2 separate regions of the Sus scrofa genome follow, and region 1 is linked to region 2. The links are chromatin contacts, called in public HiChIP or PLAC-seq maps. All regions are on one chromosome and are shown on one strand. Each heading gives the region's core, a stretch centred on a gene start, on an enhancer-like site or on the middle of the called end of the contact. The rest is flanking DNA. Distances are from core to core; before and after follow the strand shown. Region 1 holds the start of MAGI3 (membrane-associated guanylate kinase, WW and PDZ domain-containing protein 3). Region 2 holds the start of HIPK1 (homeodomain-interacting protein kinase 1).

The links. HiChIP or PLAC-seq counts read pairs in DNA pulled down with a chosen protein or histone mark.
Region 1: an H3K27ac HiChIP or PLAC-seq map of alveolar macrophages shows a contact between it and region 2. The contact joins the promoter of MAGI3 here to the promoter of HIPK1 in region 2. A contact is called at or near these places in 1 of 47 Hi-C or Micro-C datasets (heart right ventricle) and 1 of 2 datasets of contacts at active chromatin or transcription factors (alveolar macrophages).

The regions. Positions count from the first base shown.
Region 1 is chr4:107,116,762-107,122,883 of Sscrofa11.1, forward strand. MAGI3 (membrane-associated guanylate kinase, WW and PDZ domain-containing protein 3) reads right to left here and starts at 3,282. Exons shown (of 21, transcript XM_001925127.7): 1 at 2,412-3,282. The coding sequence starts at 2,727.
Region 2 is chr4:106,623,772-106,629,997 of Sscrofa11.1, forward strand. It overlaps HIPK1 (homeodomain-interacting protein kinase 1), which reads right to left and starts at 3,343. Exons shown (of 16, transcript XM_021090012.1): 1 at 3,092-3,343.

The DNA.
Region 1 (6,122 bases), core at 2,032-4,531, 490 kb after region 2:
GAACCCCAATTTTCAGCTCAAGTTCCTTTTTAAATTCCCTTACTCTGCGTGTTCATACTTTTTTCAAATTTAATCCCAACAGTACAGAATCTTTGTCATCTCTGGAGATAATACATATGCTGTTTTAAAACACACTCAGTTTTACAAATAACCACTTCGAGTTCTTACTTTCTAATTTTCAAAGTCATGTGCTTAACTGGCAAAAATCTTGCTATTTTATGGCAAATGTTGTTTATATAAAGCCATTTAAGAAAGCAATGTATTAAAAAATGAGAAACAAAAGATAGCAATTTAATACAATGCCTAACATGAGGCTATTAAGAAACAAAGAATACTGTTTTTTTAAGAGATTAACAACTTGCTTAGAAACAAGAATATTAATTCAGATGACATACAGCAGTATCCCTTAGAAATTGCTGAAGCAGAATGCATATTTAAAAAATAGGTGTAGTTTTCAGAACGTTTATTCTTGATAATTACAAAATGTGCTATACCCAGTACGCTTTATTTTGGCTAACATTTAAAATAGGACAGTATGCAAGAGGGAAAATTTTTATTACTATAAAAATGTTATCTACATTCTGGGACATATGATTTTTTTTAACAGTTAATTAACGTCGCAGAATAAACTCTAAACCTTGAATTATTTTCTTAAGTTTTCTAGAAAGATTGAGAAAATGTCTAACATACAGACCAGACTAATATCAATGAAAGACACATTTCTCCAGTCTTCTAAAAGAATCACAGTAACCTGAGAATATATCGCTTTCTCCTTAGTCTATCAATTTTTAAAGTTTTTGAAAATAAGTTATACATACTCTCATATATGCCTCTAATTATGCCTCCAATGCATCAAAACAAGACACAAAGCAATGATGCAAATGTTCTCATTATTCCCTGACTCATGGGATTTGAACTAAATTGCCCTTAGATCAGTAAGTGCTGGTTTATAGTATTTTGAATATTACAGAGAGTGCATGACTGGCTAAATTACAGTCCCAGAAGCTTTCCTCTACTCTTCACATATGGCTCTAAAAGTTTGACTTAAAAAAGAATTTTTGAATTCAAAAAAACATACAGAAAATGATGTTCAAAGTCTACCAAAGTTTTTTAAGTTAACAAAAAGACAACCTCACTTAAACTCGTAAGCTTAAAATGAATGGGATGGAATCGACCATATGAAGAAAATCTTAATATAAGATTGCAGGGACATATGAGTGTGTGCGTGTACACGTCCACAATACACACAGATGGACATTGCATCAAAACCCATCATGTTCCCATCAAGCCTAGACTATTAAAGAGATTTCCAAAGTGAGCTGAGAAAGGAGGAAAAAAAAAAATGTGAGGGAGATAACATGTTAGATTTCTCTCCAGAATTTTCTAGCATCTTGCAGTGAAGGTGTGGACTAATTGTTCTAGCCCAAGTCATAATTAAGCAGCCCATTATGTTTTGATGCACCGTATATCCAGTAGAGCACATTCAGCAAAAGTAGTCTGATATCTAATAACGCTGTAGCCATAATTCTCTTCCCTACAAACATCTCATGCAACTGAACCCCATTCTACCAACGCTGAAACGAAGCGATGCTGTTGACAACAAATACAAGGGAGCTATTACCTCCTATCAGATTTCACTGTACGCAGTCTGATCAATGCTTTGAAACTGGCAAGTATGCCATAAACGTAACGAGCTTTGCAGCAGATTTTAAAAGACACCAGGGCAACGGGGGCCTTTGAAACCCACCACTTCAACAAAATTCTGTAAAACCAAAGATTTACAAGAGATTTTACTCCAAGAGGCACCTAGGTCTTCCTTGGAAACCTAGACTATTAACAGCTTCCTGCAAGAACACACCATTCTGGCACAAATCGCATACTGTACACCATCGGCACCCAGACACCTGAACCACCTGGGCTGACAAGAGTTAGGCTGTCAGCTCCGAGGTGTTGCTAGTGTGCAAGAAACACTGAAGCAGCTAAGCCCTTTCAGGTACACTAGGTGGTAACCTTGGCACCCAGTGCCTCAATAGTAAAGATCTTTTTCCCTATCTGAAAATGCGGACGATTGTTCCAAAGAAAATATTACAATCGTGAGGACCTTTTCCACAAAGGAGAGCAGAAAAAGGCTGGGTTTTCCTCCAAGCAAAAACTGCGGTGGGAGACGGAGCTACAAATTAAGGAAACCCAGCTCCTGGTGGCCATCCCATGACAGCCCGGGCGAGCCATAGCTCAGTTTTCCTACCAGCAAAATGGGAATCACCCACCGCCACCCCTCCCCTTCGACAGGGAGTTCTGCACACCCAGGTCTAAGACTACCCTGGACGACTAGCGGGTGTGGGGCGGCTACTCCCCAGACACCCACACCGGGCTCCCCCCACCCCCGAGACATAAAGGCAGGGCCAGCGTACCTGGCTTCACAGTCTTGAGACGGATGGGCTCTCGGAAGTGGCGGATGACAGCCAGGGTATCCCGGTTGGTAAGCCCGCTGACAGGCGTCCCGTTCACCTCCAGCAGCACATCCCCCGGGCTGGGCGCCTTGCCCGAGACAACGCAGCAGGTGCCCCCACCGGGCTCCTCGCGGAGCCGCCCCAGGTAGGGGAACTCGCCGCGCTCCGCGCCTCCCCGGATCTCGGAGCCCAAGTCGCCCGGGGGCCCGGCCCAGGACACCGCGCACTCCTGCACCTTGCTGAGCCAGTGCTTCTTCTTCTTCAGTGTCTTCGACATCCCGAACCCCGCTGCACCATGGGGAGGACCCCGCGCAGGCGGCAGGGGTGCCGCTCCCGCCCCCTCTCAGCCTGGAGACCCCGGGCGGCCCGCGCAACCCGGCGAGGGGGGCCTCACCGCTCCGGCACCCCCCCCACCGACCACAGCCCACTGGGGGCCGGGCCGCTCCAAGCTCCGAGACGCCCCTCGGACGCCCTCCCGGTGACGCTCCCTGGGGCTGGCCGGAATCCGCGAGGACCACCCTGGGTTAGGCTGAAGAAAGGAGAAGGGGATTGTCCCCGGGCGGCTCCAGAGGGGTTTCGGGCGGGGTCACAGCCGACGGCTGGCCCCCGGGCTCCGCGCCGGAGCGGCGGGAAAGGCTGAAGCAGGGGGCGGGGAGGTGAAGAGGGAAGAGCCGGAAAGGAAAAAATCCGTCGGGGGCGCGCAGAAGCGCGCGTAGACCCGTCGCAGGATCGATCGTGGCCGCTGCGGAGCTGGAGCGCGGAGACCAACGCCTGCCCGAGCTGCCAGGAAACTGCCGCTTTCAAACCCGCCGCAACCTCCTCCTCCCTCTTCCCTTCCCCCCGCCCTCGCCCATCCCTCATCCAGAGCCCCGCCCCCTCCCGCCGCGCGGCGCCCGGCGCGCTGCCGTCACTGACCAGGCGCTTGGGAACGAGCCCCAGCACTCGACTCCCTTACCGGGGATTGGTCCCCGGTGGGCAGGGGGCGGACCACTGACGAGAGAGAACTACCGATTGGCTGGTGGGAGTGGAGGAGGCGGGCACTAGGATGACTGAAGTTTAAAGAGGGTGGAAAAAAGAAGTTTGAAGAGTGAGAGAGGGCAAAGGGAGGGGCAGGGGAGTGGGACCAGCTGCTGTCCGCAGGATCGAAAGAGGCCCGACGTGCAGCCGTGCAGCCGCTGGAACTGGGCGAACCCTTGGATAGGAAGAACCTAACTCCCCGAGGTGTGGGCGTGGCAGCAGAGCCGGGCGGAGTCGGGGGCGGAGTCTGGGATTCAGCCCGGGGCGCAGAGGCTAGCGGGTGTACTTCGCTGGGGAGACGACGTGCTGAGTCTGAGGCCAGGGGTGGTAGGGCCTCGGGGTGACCGGTTACAGCCACCCTCTTAGAATGAGTCGATGTTTCTCGTTCGTTCATCCATGCAGCATAAGTTACTACACACCCGTAGAGGCAAGGACTCTGGAGTCCCGGTTGATGGAAGGTAGAATCCTACATATTGCTGTGTGACCTCGGGCAAATTAAACCTCTCTGAGCTATAGCACCCTCCATGTTGTTGTGCATGTAAAATATCAGTATAGCGCCTGGCAAAGGGTGGGTACGCCTTACCACTTGCTAGCTGAGGAAGAAGTGGACTTTATGTCAGAAATTGTGCTATCTTCTGAGATTCAAGGATAAGGAAGACAGATCCTGCCCTCAAGGAGGTCATAGCCTAATAGGAGAGACTGACGAGTAAGCAGACTGCTTGAGGTGAGGTAGGGTGGGGTGGAGGCAGAAGATGGGTTAGGAACCAGCCTAGTAGCTAGCAGAGCTGGGTTGGAGTCCTGGCATGCTTCTTACTTGCTGTTTGACCTTGGCCAAATGACAGTTTCAAGTTTACTCGCCTGAAAAGAAGGTGGAGGGACAACAGTGAATAAAGGACATCTTAGATCCCTTCCAGCACTAATTTTTCAGGAATTCTTCTTGAGCTTTCTCTCCTCCCCAGCTTGACTCACAACTCTCCCCTGTCTTTGTATTTGTAAAAATCCTATCCATCCTCAGCCCAAATGCCATCTCTTCCAAGTAGCCTTCTCTGACATCTTGTCCTCAGGTGGAAAGTGTTTTCTCTGAGCTATGATACTTTCACTTTTGCAGTATGACATTTATGTAGTCTCATCTCTCTTTAATGGTTGGGGAAAGCCCTTATTTAAACTGTGAATAGCTCCACAGAATCTCACCACATCTCAGATAGACTGGCCCACGCTTCAAAAGCTGCAGTGATTTTTTTTTAACACCATTGTATCAGTCAGGGCCTAGGCAGGAAACAAAAGGTACTTACCCAATACGGACAGGGTGTGGGAAACCACAAGGGAAGTGTGGAACCCTGGGGCTATGAGCTTCTAGATCTGTGAAAGCAAAGGGAAGTTACCAAAGCCCAGCACAGAAAGGGCCACATGATAGGAGCCTGTGACCTTCAGTCAAGGGATGCAGTCAGCCTAAGTAATCACCCAAGGACAAAGCTGGGGGATTTCTCTCTCACTCTCCTCCCTCCTCCATCCTCCTGCTGGTGCATCCCAAGAGCCAAATCCAAGAGAAGCCAGAGGGCAAGAGAGCCTTTTGAAACAGTCCTTATCAGTCAATCACACAGAGAAGAGGAAGCAGTGCATCTGAAGAGAAAAAGGGAAAAGATCCAGCATAGGCATCACATGGATTGCTCATATTTACCCAGAGCTGAGACAAGGCTGAAGTATTTTCTGAACTACCACCTACACCAACAGATTCCTGGATGAAATCTTGATAACCTCCACCTCATTTATTTTGGCAGCAACTCTGGGAAAACATCTTTCCCTGCCCAGATTGTAGCCATCAGAATACATTTGGCCACAAGGAATGGAATATCTAAGGGTAACTTAAAGAATGAGGTTACATGTTACATTTTTAACAAGTTCAGATATAAATAGTGTCAGCATTAGTTAAGCAGCACTATCATGTCATTAAGGACCCAGGCTCTTTTTGTAGCTGCTCTCTACCATCCATGTGCATGTTGCCTTTTTATCTCCAGGCTTATCACCTCTTGATTGCAGTGTGGCTGCCACAGTTCCAAACATCACATCCTCAGAGGTCATTGTCCAATGGGAAGGGAGGGAAAGGCATAATGCTACCACTGTTTTTATGAAGAAAAATCCCAGACTGTTCCTCTCCCCACCCTCCATGTAGAATCACCCTTCTTGGCCAGAAAATGGTCACATGGCCCCCTGACAAATGAAAATGGGATTGCCACCATTTATTAATGTGTCCCTCCCAAGCAAAATAGGAGTTCTGCTTCAGAGGAGAAGGGGGGAATAGTTGCCAAGGGGGCACCCAACAGTGTCTGCCACATGCTTCAACCAAGCTTAAGTTATACTGACTCTTAGAAAACTGCAGTGATCAGGAGCTGGAACTCTGGAGTCAGACTGCAAATCTCAGGTTTCCTACCTAGCAGCTCTGAGATCCTGAGGAAACTCTCTTGCCTAACCTCGCTTTCTTCATCCACAAAATCAGTACAATAACAGTGCCCACCTGAGTTGTAAGAACTGAATGGAGCTATTTGAGTAAAGCAAGCACTTAACATAGAGTCTGACACATAAACCTTCAAATCATTTTAGTTTGTGCTAAATAGTAGTATTTGTGACAAAGCCCAAGGCATTGCTAGTCACCCTTAT
Region 2 (6,226 bases), core at 2,093-4,592:
CGTGCCTTTGGTATAGGCCAGTGGCTACAGCTCTGATTTGACCCCTAGCCTGGAACAACCTTCATATGCCCCCAGGTACAGCCCCCCCAAAAAAGACAAAAAAAAGGTAGGTGCTTTTTGTGTTTGGTAAAAAGGTACTATCTTACTGTGTGTACAGAACAATTTACAAGGTCTACAAAGTTTAGAATAAAGAAAACTATACCTCAAGGAGTTTCAATCACCGGAAAAAATGACAAATTAACAAAGCCCAAATCAATGTGAAATGTTAATAGAAAGGACCCTGTTTAGATCAGCCAGAAAAGGCCTAAGGAAAATAGGGCTTAAGTAAAGTAACAACAGTTTGACAGATGGGAGATAGAAGAAGCTCTTATAGATGCAATAACTTTTGCCAATATGCCAGAATATGTCAAAAAAAGAAAAACCATTTAGAGTAACGTATTTGATTAGAAGCAGAAGATACTGGCAAAAAAAAAAAAAAAAAAAAAAAACAGGGATTCTTACAGCTAAAATGAATCTTTAAAGACTCTAAAAGCCCCCTAATTCCAAGAAGAGAAAAAGTAGACCCAAAAAAGCCAAACAAGTTTTACACAGAGCTAATGAGTAGCAATGCTGGCCAAAAAAAGTCAGGTTTTCTGATTCTTGTTCACTAAGCATGGTGGGAAAGCACTGTACCAGGTACTCTTAAAGAATCCAAAACAAACACATTTAAGTTACTCTATCTTCAAAGAACTTAGAACGTTGCTTAGGTGATAATGACACACAAAAAAAGAAAAATATAAAAACAGGATGTGAAAAAAATTTTACATCCCTGATCATGCCCTTTTTACAAAACTGCGTAAGGCATTTAGGGTGCTGGAAGATTAGGAACAAAAAATAAATACAAAAAAAAAAAAAAAAAAAAGAAGCAGCAGCAAAAAGCAAACCAGTGATTAAGTGGTACTTGAAAGAAAAATTATTTTGATGATTTACGTTCAGAATGGCATGAAATTAAGGCAAGAAACTGGAGAGGAATTAACTAACTTTTTCAAAAATTGATTGTTTTATAAGCAATATCAATATATAGTCAATCAATCATGACATATATAAACTATATATAGTCATGAAAATGGAAATAAAAGAACCAATCAGGAAGTTCATGTTTGCAAAACTACTTCAAGTTACAAAAGAACCAGTTACCATACGTAACTAACAACAAGTTGCACAAGTTCTGAGTGTAAGAAGTTTATAAGGCAGATTTGGCTCACTGATTTCCACCAACACAACCACTGACTAAGCTATGCTTATGAAAACAAAACCACAGAATAAAAGAATTTTATTTTCCAAGAGAATTGTGAATCTTGAGATTATCTTTTTTCTTTTAGGAGTTCTGGTTTGGTTTTCGATCTCACGTTAAACCAATCAACTTGCTCTGCAATCCATAAAGCTACAATGTCCAAAGAGATGATAAACTATTCATGGATAAAAAATTCCTGAAGATACCACCAGCAAAAGTCCTACTGACTAACTAGTCAGTACATTTACAATATCTCATTCACCATTTTACTCCTCAGATGCTTCACTGGCTTGGCAGCCTCCAGTTCCAACCACAAGTACTTTACCAAAATATCCCTCAAATCAGCAACAGTGTCTTAGAGTCAATCCATCATACCAGTTTTATAACGCAGAACCCTGAGATGATCACATGTATATCCAAAATCACCAGCTGAATTAACTACTATCAGATGAAATGACTTGTTGGTATATTTTTAAGTGTTTTACAGAAAGCTTTAGACCTACGTATAAAAAAGAACTGGTATGATTTGCATTCTCTATAATTAAAAAGAAAAAGGAAAAAACAAAAAACAAAAAAACAACTACAGACCAAGAATCAAAAATAGCTTTACACAAACAAGAGCAAAATTGTAGGTTTTGCTGAGGGCATCAGCCACTTAATTTAACCCCACTTCATCAGGAGCAGGAAGCCATGCTGCTGTTTTCATCAGTTACTAGGAAACAAGTAAGATAAAGGACAGACTGGGCAGTCGAAATTAATATTTTGATGCAATTACTGAAAATTCCCAAAGTGTCGCTAAGAAAAAGCGTCTATCAAGGGCTCCCTCAAGATGAGTATCTGCAACTGAGTCAGTGGTTTAAGGGTAGGAAAGACACCTTCGAGCTTGGGGTTGTTTTTTTCCCCTTCTCTAGCCCCTCCTCCCTTCCCCCACCTAAACAGGAAAGAAAGCGCGCCCAGCATAAACACAGGCCAAAGCTCACGGTTTGTCACCACAACACACTGGAGGTTAGACCAGCGCTCTTAGAGACAGAGCCCCAGGTCTCGGTTGCTAGGCACAAAAAGGGCCTCTTTCCCACAGACCTGTGAACAGCAGGAGCCTTACCCAAGAGTTTTAGTAGTTTCCTCATAACCCGTTTTTTTTTTTTTTTTTTTTAACGAAAGCTTTGGAAAACTGGCGACAGATAGCAAAAGTTTCCCTCTGAGCCAAACCTCTAGATCTGCCTTGCACAGATATACATCAGGTGGGCCGGTCCCACCGAGTCTCCACCATCATTACAATTTACCAACCTAAGGATTAAAAAACTGAAGCCGAAAGGATAGAAAGGCTTCCACACCCACCCCAGCAGCGCCGTCCTTCCCAGACACCGCTTCCCGGTCCGCAACGGCACAAATAATCCCAAACCATGGCGCTAAGCAGAGCTGTGAAATCCACACGCAGAAGCCCCACACTGGGAACCGGCCACAGCAGCCGGGGGAAAAAAACCGGCCGGGTGAGGAGACGCCAGGCGGCCCCCTGTCATCTGAGGACAACAACACGCCCTGGAGAGAAGTGGCAGGAGATAGGGGGAGTTGCCCCGAAAACAAGACCCGAGCCTCCCCACTTTCCTGGGAACGCCATCTCCTCCGCGGCCACGAACGGCCGGGCCGCAGGACTCGGCGCCGGGTCCCGGGTGGGGGCCGCGAAGGGAGGCGCCCCCCGCAGGCCGGGTGCCCGGGAGAACCCGCGGCCGGCCCGGCCCCGCCTCGGGGAGCCGACGGGAGGTCGCTCCCGCCGGGGCCCCTGCCTGCCCGCCTGCCCGCCCGCCCGCCCCGACTCACCGCCGGTGTGTCTGGTTCTCAGCCGCGAGCTGGGGCTGCCGTGAGGAGGCGGCGGAGGAGACGAGATCCGGGGCCCCGCCGCCGGGTCATCATACCCCCGCGCGAGCCGGCCCGGGCCCCGGCCCCCGCCCCCCGGAGCCGTCCCTGCGCCCGTCCCGCGGGGGGAGCCCCCTCAGCCTCCCGCCCGTGCCGCCGCCCGGCCCCTCGCCGCCGCCGCCGCCGCCTCAGCCCCGCGCACTCCCGCCTCGGCCTCCCGCTGCCGTCCGGGGCCACCGCCGGCCCCTCGCTCCGCAGCCGCCGTTGTCGCCAGACCAGATAAGCTGAGCGCCGAGCGGCCGCCCCCATCCGGCCGGCCCCGCCTCGCGGGAACTAGTCCCCCGCCCCGCGCCATGACACCTACTGAGGCGGAAGTGCCGGAGGGCGGGCGGGTCAGGCCGACCGCATCGTACTGATGGGAATGGGAGTGGGTGGGCCTCCGTGGGGAGCCAGCGTGGATCGCGTGCGGGGGTCGGATTCTCCGCCCCCTCCGCACGGCCGACTCCGCTGTGATCAAAAAGTGCTTGGTGGCGGTGGGGAGGTCCAGCTTTAAAATGTCATCCCCGCCAATGTGACATCACCACCGGCTTGTGTGACACCCCTCAGAAATTGGGCAGCGCGCAGGGAGGCAGTGCCTGCCCGGGAAGCCCCCCTGCTGGTGAGGAATTACCTCCGTTTAGGCTTTACTGTTCCTCGCTATCTAGAGACGTCCTGAGTGACAGCCGCGTAGGGGATCAGTAAGCCTCCACGAACATTAGCAGCCCCTTAAGGTGCTCTTCCATTGCCACCTTGGAAACCTTGGTTTGCATTGGATGAGAAAGAATAGCTTCGCACTGAGCCTAACCCCTCAAAACCTGTAGTGAGCAAATACTACCATAATTTTCTCTTCTCTACCAGGAGATAGTAAAGCCGGGTATTCAGGAAACGGCATGTGTTGGGCACACAACATTCTGAAAAAACATAAACACTGCATGGAAACTGGGTTATCCTAATAGAAAGACAGTTGCCATCTCCCAGGGCCAAGATATTCTGGAACACTTCAGATGTACCTCTCACTATGTGAAATGCTCTGATTCCTAAAGTGTGGGACACTTGTAGGGAGAAGGTAGTATATATATATATATACTTTTTTTTTCATCCCTCAGGTGTTGGAGGCAACAGGGATCTGAGCCCTAGAAAGTAGCTGTACAGCAATAATACATAAATACCAGATATGTATTTGCATATGCTCTTTAAGGAGTGGGTAGATATGGCTAAGACAAGATTCTGCTATCAAGTTCTATTTCTCCGGTCTCACTCATACATCCTTGACCTCTTTGAATCAGAGATAATTTTTGTGAAGATGTGCTAAAGTGATTATACTACCTTTGGGATTCTCTCCTGGCTTAACAACACTGGGAGCAGTTCTGTTTTACTGGGAACAGGGAAGTGTATTTCCCTAGAGAACTAGGGTTAACAGAAGTGTTCAATCCCATAGGGAAGCTTTGTTTGCTTATTTTCATAGAAACTTAGAGAACACAAAGTCCTACACTGGGCTAACCTGGGAAACATCAAGACACAGAGTGCGGGTGAGCATGCCTGCCTGGGGAACCAGGAAAAAGGCAGAACTTGGGTTCTGGGGTAGAATAGATTCCAATTGAAAAGCAGGCTTCAAACACACTAATTGCTTACCATGTCTTGGTTCCAGCCAACTCCATGACAGGCTTCTAAGATCCTTCTCTCCCAAGTTATATCTGTTTCCTCTTTTCAAACCCATGGCAAAATCTACCTGTTAGAAAGCCTTTCCTGATTGATTCTCGTTGTTCACTTCAGTATCTTCATTTGACTACTTTATTTCTTGTGTCTTATTTATTTATACTTTATCTTATTTATTATCTTATTTATTTATTTATTCATTATCCTTAGATCATTTCTTCAGTATATATCACTACATAGACACTTTCTTAAAAATCTAGTATTTTCCCCCCTGTGATATTCATTCATCCTTCGGACAAACTGTGCCTGCCTGATGCCAGGCATTCTCCCAGACATTGGATCATATGCAAAATACATAAGATGGGACCCTTTCCCTCAGAGAGTTTACAGTCTAGTGAGGGGAAAAAATACACAAAGACATCTATATTTAAGATTTGAGGACTTCCTGTGTGGCTCACAACATAACTACTCGGCGTTGCTTCTACAGTGGCTGTGGCTCGACCCCTAGCCTGGGAACTTCCATATGCCGCAGGCGCAGCCACTTGTTTGTTGGAGTTCCTGTCGTGGTGCAGTGGTTAACGAATCCGACTAGGAACCATGAGGTTGCAGGTTTGATCCCTGGCCTTGCTCAGTAGGTTAAGGATCCGGCGTTGCCATGAGCTGTGGTGTGGGTCGCAGACGTGGCTTGGATCCCACATTGCTGTGGCTGTGACGTAGGCCGGTGGCTACAGCTCCAATTAGACCCTAGCCTGGGAACCTCCATATGCCATGGCAGTGGCCCTAGAAATGGAAAAAAAAAAAAAAAAAAAGATTTGAATGATTGAGTCAGGGAGGATATTCAGAGAATGCCCTGTTTCAACATAGTATACTCAAAGAAGTTTCAGAGTTTAATGTAATTGGAGTTCATTCATCCATTCAGCAAATATCTATTATCTTCTATATGCCTGCACTATATTAGAAATTAAAGATACAAAGAAGAAAATGTGTGATCTGTGCCCTGAAAGAGCCTACAGTTTAGCAGAGAAGCGGCAGAATGTGGAATTAGTGAGGTAGTCTTATTTATTTATACTTTATCTTATTTATTTATTATCTTATTTATTTATTTATTTATTCATTATCCTTAGATCATTTGAAAGGCAATGAAGCTTCAGTGGAGGTTTAATCATTCAGGTAATATGAAGGAATCTGTGCTTTAAAGAGAGAGCTGGTGGCTGGCTGGAGTGGGCAAAGACTGAAGAAAGAGAGCCTAATAGAAAACTATGATGAGGGAGTTCCCTTTGTGGCTCAGCAGTTAGCAAACCCAACTAGGATCCATGAGGATGAAGGCTCAATCCCTGGCCTCGTTCAGTGGGTTAAGGATCCAGCGTTGGCTGTGGCTGTGGTGTAGGCCAGTAGCTACAGCTC